Linked DNA regions of Sus scrofa: region 1 is linked to region 2. The links are chromatin contacts, called in public HiChIP or PLAC-seq maps. All regions are on one chromosome and are shown on one strand. Each heading gives the region's core, a stretch centred on a gene start, on an enhancer-like site or on the middle of the called end of the contact. The rest is flanking DNA. Distances are from core to core; before and after follow the strand shown. Region 1 overlaps ARHGAP10 (rho GTPase-activating protein 10). Region 2 overlaps ARHGAP10 (rho GTPase-activating protein 10).

Region 1 (4,432 bases), core at 1,316-3,815, 48 kb after region 2:
CATAATATATAAATGATTATATTATACACACATAACTATAAATACAGGTGTAAATTCCACTTTTCCCCTCCGGAATCATTTCTTTTTGAGTATTTTATCCAAAATTAGCAGATCAAAGGACCTTTTTATCTTTTGTCCTTTTAGGGCCACACCCACAGCATATGGAGGTTTCCAAGCTAGGGGTCAAATCAGAGCTATAGGCGCTGGCCTACACCACAGCCACAGCAACACCAGATCTGAGCCACGTCTGCAACCTACACCACAGATCACAGTAATGCCAGATCCTTAACCCACTCAGCAAGGCCAGGAAAGGATTGAGCCTGGCAGATACTAGTCAGATATATTTCCGCTGAGCCACTATGGGAACTCCCTCCAAGGCTATTTTAAAGATCGTGTTTTTTTATGGTCAGGGCAGGATACTATCTGGGAAGCTAAAACTTATATGTGTCCATTTTTCAGTGTTTATGTCATAACTGCTAATCTCATTAGTCAAAAGGATTTCTAACAGCATCCTGAATTTGGGTTCTATTAGACATTATTTCTCCCTAGGTACATAGCATGCTTTTCTCTCTTACCTCTGTGATAGGTATCGCAGTTACATCAATTCTTATTATTACTTCAGAGTAATCATCATTTTTTTCTCTGTTGACTTCTTTCTGGTGCTATTAGAGTTCATTATACAAAACCTGTATCATTTAAAATTTTGACCACGCAAACTCCACTTCCATTTTCTAATCACACATTTATCACCTTTACGGAGTACATTTTAAATTTACTCATTCTCCCATGTTGTTTCTACCTTCACAAGCATAATATACAATCCTAAGACAGTAAACTACATTTAGTGCAGTCCAGTAAATGAGCACAAGGGTGCTCTGGGCCAAAGAGAACGGTTTTTCTTCCCAACGTCATTGCACATGAAACTCAACCACTCTTGAAGTTTCGAGTTACACAAGCTGGCAACACTGCTCTACTGGAGAAGGAGGAGAAGGGCCACTAGATGGACCACCCTTACTGAGGGCCTACTCTATGCAAACGGACTGACAAATAACATTTCATTTACTCCTTAGGACTAGCCTGCAGGGTAGGTGCCCGTGTGACCTTATTTTACAAATGGGTTCGGTGGGTTCAGAGATAAGATTAGTGACTTCATCAAGGTGGCAGACCTCTTTAGACCTCTGGTGACATGTCCTGGAGGCAAAGGATCGACTCCTGCGTCTCTCAAGCTTCTACCAAGGTCCTTTCCATTACATCATTCTGACTTTTGGGAGATTTAGCATTATTCCCAGGTTCTTTGCCCGGATCTCAGCAGGTTATCTGAACAGCTGGAACAGAGAACCCTAACTAAATAGAAAATTCATTAGTGTGTGCCTCCGTGCGCCAGCCCCCTTTCCACCACCACCCAATCCTCTCCTGCCTCTAATTCACAAGCACTCTAATTACCACTGCTGTCCTGAAGCACTTTCAGGGCTGGCATATACTGATGGATAATGCCAAGCCTACATGCACACAAGAAGCAGAGCTAACTTAAAAGAGTTCAAGTGACTTGTGACTTGCACTCTTTCAAATGGACTTGGCCTTCAGAGTCTCCCACCCGGGGGGAGTTTTAGGTCTTCGATCTGCAGACAAACAGGAAAGAAACACAGGCACTGTAACGCTCCCCAGAGCTGGAAGCCGTTTGAATGATGAGGGGTTCTATTTGAGACCTGCTGAACTTGAGCTGCAGGACACCACGTAGAGAGATCCAACTGCAGTTTAGATCCAGGTTGAGAGAGCCTCCAGACACTGGTTGGAATTGTCCCTGTTTGCCCTTGATGGTTCAACAAGTGAGGAAATTATTTCTTACAGAACAGCCACCTATGGATGGTTTTCAGGGAGAATCACCAACCATTAGACACCTACAGGCCCTCGGGAGGGTGGGAAACCTCTCTATTTAAGCTGCTCTACTCCACGGTGAGACAGCTCTCTGGGTACATCACAGCCCCTCAAGTCACAAGCCTGGCCCTGACCTTGGCAAGAAGGTTTATCTACAGACTACGTCCTGTGACTTCTGGCCCCGTGAACCAAACACTAACTGGCACGGCTGAGGCAACGCGGCATCCTCTCCAATTCTGGGCTTGAAAAGAAAAACGAGGAGTTCCTGTCATGGCTCAGTGGTTAACACACCCGACTGGTATCCACGAGTTCGATCAGTGGGTTAAGGATCCAGCATTGCCATGAGCTGTGGTGTAGGTTGAAGACGCGGCTCGGATCCCACGTGGCTCTGGCATAGGCTGGCAGCTGCAGCTCTGATTGGACCCCTAGCCTGGGAACCTCCATATGCCGCAGGTGCAGCCCTAAAAAGATGAAGAAAGAAAAGAAAGGAAAAGAAAAATGAACGGGCAAGGTGCCTTTTGCCCTCATTACATCTGAAACACAGGATTCTTCACACACCATCCTGGAATCTGAAACCTTCTTCCCAAGAGGCAAACTGCACCAGGAAGCTCACATTCCTCGGCATGTAGAGACCCAAATAACTAGATTAGCAAATATGCAGAGGTGCTGCCAAGGGGAGCTCTGCCACCCATTCTGCACATCAAAACATGTCCCCCAGGCCTTCTGTGTTTTATTTAGGGAAGAACAGGGTACAGACTTGAAGAACTCAATGTCTTTCACGCCAGATTCGTGCCAAGGAAATAATGCTGATGTTACTCCAAGTAACTTGGAAGTGAAACAAAATTCCTCTGGGACCGCCGACTGGCTTCTTACATTCCTTCGTGTTTTCCCGGTCTACAAAACCGGCAGCAGCACTACGTACAAGAACAGCATTAAGGACTCTCTGGACAAATCAGAAATGAAAAGGAGTTCCCTTTTGGTGTGGCAGGTTAAGGACCTGGCATTGCCACTGCTGTGGCGCTGCTTTGATCCCTGGCCCGGGGAAATGCCGCATGCCACAGGTGCAGCCTAAAAAAAAAGGCAAAAAGAAAGAAAGAAAAAGAAAGTGACACATTTTGCACATTTTTAAAGGTGGTGCAAACATCTCATGAGCCCAAAATGCATTCCTGAGTTAGTCAAGGCCTGAAGGCCAAATCACATTGGAGAAGCAGCTTAAGGGCCAGCATGGCCTCTGGAGCTGTCAGGTTAAGGTCCTCCAGCCCAACTGGAGTGTCCAAGTAGAAAGTTCTTCTTAATCACAGAATAAGCACCATCTAAAGTCACTAGAACAGGAGCTCCCACTGTGGCACAGTGGGTTAAGAATCCAACTGCAGTGGCCTGGGCTTGATCCCTGGCCCGGCACAGTGGGTTAAAGGATCTGGTGTTGCTGCAGCTGTGCCTCAGATTCAATCCCTGGCCTGGGAACTTCCATATGCCATGGATATGGCCAATAACATTAAAAAAAAAATTTTTTTTAATACAAATAACAAAGTCACTGGAATGACATGAGCTGACAAATGTACAGGGTTAGAGAGACAAAAGCTGAGTCCACAAGGATGCAGATGCCTCAAACCAAATGCATAAACCTGGCCTCGAGACAAGTACAGCCCATAACAGACAACAGAACAAAGTGACCAACTCCCACGAGGAACACTTAAGAAGGGAGTGCCCTTGGCACCACAGAGAACCCCACAGGCGGGTCCACACTGGAGATGCCCCCCACCTCCCTCCCCGATTCCAGACCTCAGTTTCAGAGCACACCCTTGGCAAATGCAGAGGCCTCGCAGGCGAGGGTCTGTGTATGGGGAAGACCAGCCACAGCAAGCTGGCAGGTAAGGGTGCAGGCTGGTGACCACTCAGCCCACTGGTTTACAATCTGTCTTTGGCCACACATCTCCCTGTTCAAAGAGAATCTTATTGACCATGAGAACCAGGAAAACAGCTCCACTTCAAACACTGTATTTGTTTCCTATTGCTGCTGGAAGGAATTACCACAAACTTAGCGGCTTAACACATACACATGCATTCTCTTATATTTCCAGAGGTCACAAGTCCAAAATGGGTCTCTCAGGCTGAATTCCTTCTGGGGGCTCTAAGGGGGAGTCCACTTCCTTGCCTTTTCCAACTCTCGGAGGACACTCACATTCCTCTGCTCGCAGCCCCCAGCCACCAATCACATCACTCCAACCTCTGCTTCTGTCCTCACATCCTCCTTTAAGGACTACCCTGATTACGATGAATCCACCACGCTGTATCAGGATCACCTTGCCACCTCAAGATCCCTAACTTAATCCCACCTGCAAGGTCCCTTTTGCCACTTAAAACAACATTCAAGGGTTCTGGGAATTAGGAAGGGACATCTTTGGAGGACCATTATTCCACCCACCACACCTTATAATATCAGGCACTCTCCCATCCACTTTCCATTTATTGACTCATTTCAGTATCAAGGCCGGTTCTATCATCACACCCACTCGACAGAGGAGGAGACTGAGACACATGGGTTAAGCAACGTGCC
Region 2 (4,216 bases), core at 1,074-3,573:
GGAACCTATACAGAAAGTGAAACCCAGAACCAAGAGCTGAAGACTCTTTCAAAGGGCACCCAGCACAGAGCAAGCTCTTGTTTTTTCAACAAGGATGCCCAGTGCCTAGGTCAGAGAGGGGCAGGGGCTGGGCAGTAATTAAGCCTTGAGTTTCCTACAAACTCCCCACCTGCCCCACTCCATCAGAGGGCAGCTGCTTCTCCCCACCACATGCGTAAAGCTAGAGTCAGGGTGCACTGAGGTCAGAGTTAAGGAAATCCTGAAATTCCTTTGCTTCAGAATGTCACACAGCATCAAGGTGAGGAACGGGGGACCCTGACATCAGGTCAGGGGTCAATTCCCAACTTGGGCAGATGACTGCTAGGTTTCTTCAATTTCTACATTGAATAAGTAGAATAAAAATCTCTCCTTAATGAATTATACGCATGATCACAGTAAAGCCCTGAGAACGACGACTTGAACAATAAGCACTGTAAATTCTCAATAAATGTAGGTCATTATTATGATTTCACATAAAAAGAAAGGTTTAAGTAGGTTTTCTCTTATTGTTTAATATACATTAATTCTATTACTCCATTGGACCATAGCTTCCATAAATGCTAATATTTAGTTAATCATAACTTGGGGTTTTTTCTTTTGTTTCTCAACATACACACAATGGGAAAACCGTATGTCAATTACATTATCAATAAAGTTTTTTTTTTTAAATCACATGTAGTATATTAAAATTAAAGTGAATCCTGAGGAGTTCCTATTGTGGCTCAGGAGGTTAAGAACCCAACTAGTATCGATGAAAATGAGGGTTCTATCCCCAGCCTTGCTCAGTGGGTTAAGGATCCAACACTGCCATGAGCTATAGTGTAGGTCACAGATGCAACTCGGATCTGGCATTGCTGTGGCTCGGCTGCATGACGGTAGCTGCAGCTCTGATTCGACCCCAAGCCTGGGAACCTCCACACGCCAAGGGTACAGCCCCCCACAGCGCCGCACCCTCCCCAGAAAAAAAATCTTGAAAATCATGAATCTCAGTGTACCTCTAGGGTTTGGGTTTTTGGGGGTGTTTTTTGTTTGTTTTTTTTTTGCTAAAACCCACAGTATGAAATACCCATTACATTTTGATTCACAAGATACCTATATTCACATATATATGAACATAAATAACTGAAGCTATCAGAGTATATCTTTATAAGCACAAACAAAAATCATGTGTTTCAAAAACAAGTATAAAGAAATGTCAGGGTAGCTCACAAAACAGTTTCAAATGTTCCACGTATGGCTCCTTAAGTTGCCTAAGTACTGTGAATAGTATTAAATAATTTGTTACCAATAATGGTTGAAGGTACCAAAGTCTGGATGGATGCCCTTGCAGAATAAAGGTCATCCCATAAACACTACTGCGGTCACATTCCAAAAGAATTTCTTTCAGAGGGATTTCTTTTTTCAAGGGTGGAGTCACAACTAGGATGGCAGAAATTGTACCTGTCTGCCAAGTCCTTGAGATGTCGCTGGGCCAAGAAGGCAGAGAACCACTCTTGAGAGGCGATTCTTGGCCTTCCCAGATCTCTAGGTCCCCTGTTTACAGTTTACGCCCCAAGGCCTCCAGCATCCATACATTAGATCTTGAAAGAAACACATTCCCATTCTATCACACAAAATTCAATGAGCAGAGCAACTTGCTATTATACTTACAGGTTCCACAAACTCAAACTTCTTCCTCTCTTGGATTTCCTGAAGCTTACACACATATTCAAGAGACAGTTCATAAAAGTGCTGCCGGTTCTGTTCCACTTGGATATCTGCCTATGTTAAAACAAGGAAGGGCAGTCCAATTAGAGGCAGTCAAAGTCTTTACCCAAGGTCTGCAAAAGCACAGTCCCTGCTGCCTGTCTTCCTAAATGAGGCTGTGCTGGACCACAGTCAGGTCTACTCATTTCTGTATCTTCTATGCTGCTTTCCTGCTACAACAGCTGAATTGAGTCATTGCAATAGGGAGCTTGTGGTCTGCAAAAGTCTGAAGTATTTACTCTCTGATTCCTTGCAGAACGAGCTGGCCGACCCCTGTTTTTGAGCTGAGATGGATCCCAAAAGTCTCAAGATCAGATAGTCATATCTTCATGAAAAACCTACCCCCAACCACAACCGACACCCAAGGTAGAGCCATCCACATAAAATCCAAGTTACAGAAACACTATTTCCATTAACTAATCCCCTGAGAATGAAGAGGCCTGGGAAAGAGGGGGGGACAAACTCCCGTCCCCTCAGCACTCATGAGTGAAGGCAGCAGGTGAGGAAGTGGCGGCCGTGGCACCATCTCAGGAACTTGGCTCTCTCGGGCAGGCCTGGGCTTGATGCCCACCTGCACGCAGTCACGCTCCTAAGCCCTCACCAGGTCCCGTCCCCTGGGAGGGCACAGGCAGCAGGTGGTCAGAAGACCATTCCAAAAAAGGTTCCAGCTTGTCTTCTCTAATGAGAAAGGAACTGGGAGAGGGGACGGCTCCACAGAAGAACAGCAGAGACACGGCTCGTCCTTGCCAACATTCTTCTAAGGCATCATGCATTTCCTAACTTGGCTAATTCTCCTTCTAAAAGTATTTATCTGGACATTTCTCCAAAGAGGCAAGAAGCCATGTCTAAACACATGGAAAGATGCTCAGCATCATCCATCATTTATGGAAATACAAATCAAAACCGCAACGTACCACCTTGCAAAAGATAAAATGAAATTAAAATTAAATAAAATTAACATAGGGAGTTCCCTTCGAGACTCAGCAGTTAACAAGCCCGACTAGGATCCATGAGGATTCGGGTTCGATCCCTGGCCTCGCTCAGTGGGTTAAGGATCCAGCGTTGCTGTGAGCTGTGGTGTAGGTCTCAGATGAGGCTCGGAACCTGCGTTGCTGTGGCTGTGACATAGGCTAACAGCTGCAGTTTTGATTCGACCCCTAGCCTGGGAACCTCCAAATGCCACAGGTATGGCCCTAAAATGCAAAAAATAAAAATAAAATAAATAAAATTAAAATTAAATGCAATTAAAATATAAAATACATAATAAAACAGAAAATAACAAAAAACAAACCTATCTTTAAAAGCCCCAGAAAATAACTAGTATTGGTAAAGATGTGGAGAAACTGGAAATTTGTGCACTGCTGGCGGGAATGTAAAATGATGCAGCTGCTATGGAAAACAGTACGGCAGTTCTCCAAAAAATTAAAAATAGAATTACCATATGATCCTGCAATTCCATTTCTGGGTGTGCACTCACAAGACCTGAAAGCGAAGGACTCACACCCACATTCACAGCAGCATTATTCACAGCAGCTAAACGGCAGAAGCAACCAAGTGTTCACTAACGGATGAAGAGATTAAAAAAGAAAAAACATGATCTGTACGTGTAATGGAATATCATTCAGCCACAGAATGGAAGGAAATTCTGGCACTTTCACCACATGGATGCACCCTGAGGACACTATACTATGTGAAATAAGCCAGTCACTAAAGGACAGATGCTGTATCGATTCCACTGACATAAGGTACCTGGAACAGTGAAATTCACAGAGACAGAAAGTAGAATGGTGGTTGTTGGGAGCTGGGACAAGAGGCTGAGAAGTTAGTGTGGAAGGGGTACAGAGTTTCAGTATCGCAAAATGAAAAATGGTCAGAGGTATGGTGGGGTTTGCCCTACAATGTAACTGGACTTAGTAACACCGAACTAACCGTATCCTTGAAAACGGTTAAAAGCACACATTTTCAGAATATTTTATGACAGAAAGTTTTTTTAACTTTAGCAAAAAAGTATTTATCAAACATATAATAACTTTTAGCATCCAATGATTTTTAATCAATATTTAAGTATCAGAAATAAATGTGTTTGTTACTAAGCCAAAATGAGAATTTCTACCTAATGTTCATTTTAAAAAATGATTTTTACGCCTCTAATAATCAGAGATTGAGAGGTCAGTGACTGACCTCTCCCAGGAAAAAACAATGAGACGTTGTGTTGAGTAGTAAAACGGAGACACGGGAAGTTAAATGTGGATTTTTCACCTTATTGTTACTGGGAAATGTCCCTCAAGAAAATCACACCAGTCTGACTGACCAAGGTGGTGTTTGTGCTAGTGGATGCTCGCTGCTGGCTGTGGTTCAGCAATTACCCAGCATCACGGCTCTGCCTCTACCGACAGCCTCCCAGTGTTCGGAGCGTTCAAAACTGCTGTGC

Evidence for each region. HiChIP or PLAC-seq counts read pairs in DNA pulled down with a chosen protein or histone mark.
Region 1: an H3K27ac HiChIP or PLAC-seq map of skeletal muscle shows a contact between it and region 2. The contact joins two enhancer-like sites. A contact is called at or near these places in 12 of 47 Hi-C or Micro-C datasets (adipocytes, embryonic fibroblasts, fetal heart ventricle and 7 more) and 2 of 2 datasets of contacts at active chromatin or transcription factors (alveolar macrophages and skeletal muscle).

What each region holds. Positions count from the first base shown.
Region 1 is chr8:80,933,971-80,938,402 of Sscrofa11.1, forward strand. The region is part of intron 1 of ARHGAP10 (rho GTPase-activating protein 10); the gene reads right to left. Among named protein-coding and RNA genes, the nearest start is that of ARHGAP10, 88 kb to the right of the region's middle. Within about 2 kb of position 2,566, at least 10 of the 83 cell types and tissues checked have an H3K27ac peak or open chromatin away from gene starts, as enhancers often do. A contact at or near this core is called in skeletal muscle, where this site is marked.
Region 2 is chr8:80,885,763-80,889,978 of Sscrofa11.1, forward strand. ARHGAP10 (rho GTPase-activating protein 10) reads right to left here. Exons shown (of 23, transcript XM_021100659.1): 6 at 1,690-1,800. Among named protein-coding and RNA genes, the nearest start is that of ARHGAP10, 140 kb to the right of the region's middle. Within about 2 kb of position 2,324, at least 15 of the 83 cell types and tissues checked have an H3K27ac peak or open chromatin away from gene starts, as enhancers often do. A contact at or near this core is called in skeletal muscle, where this site is marked.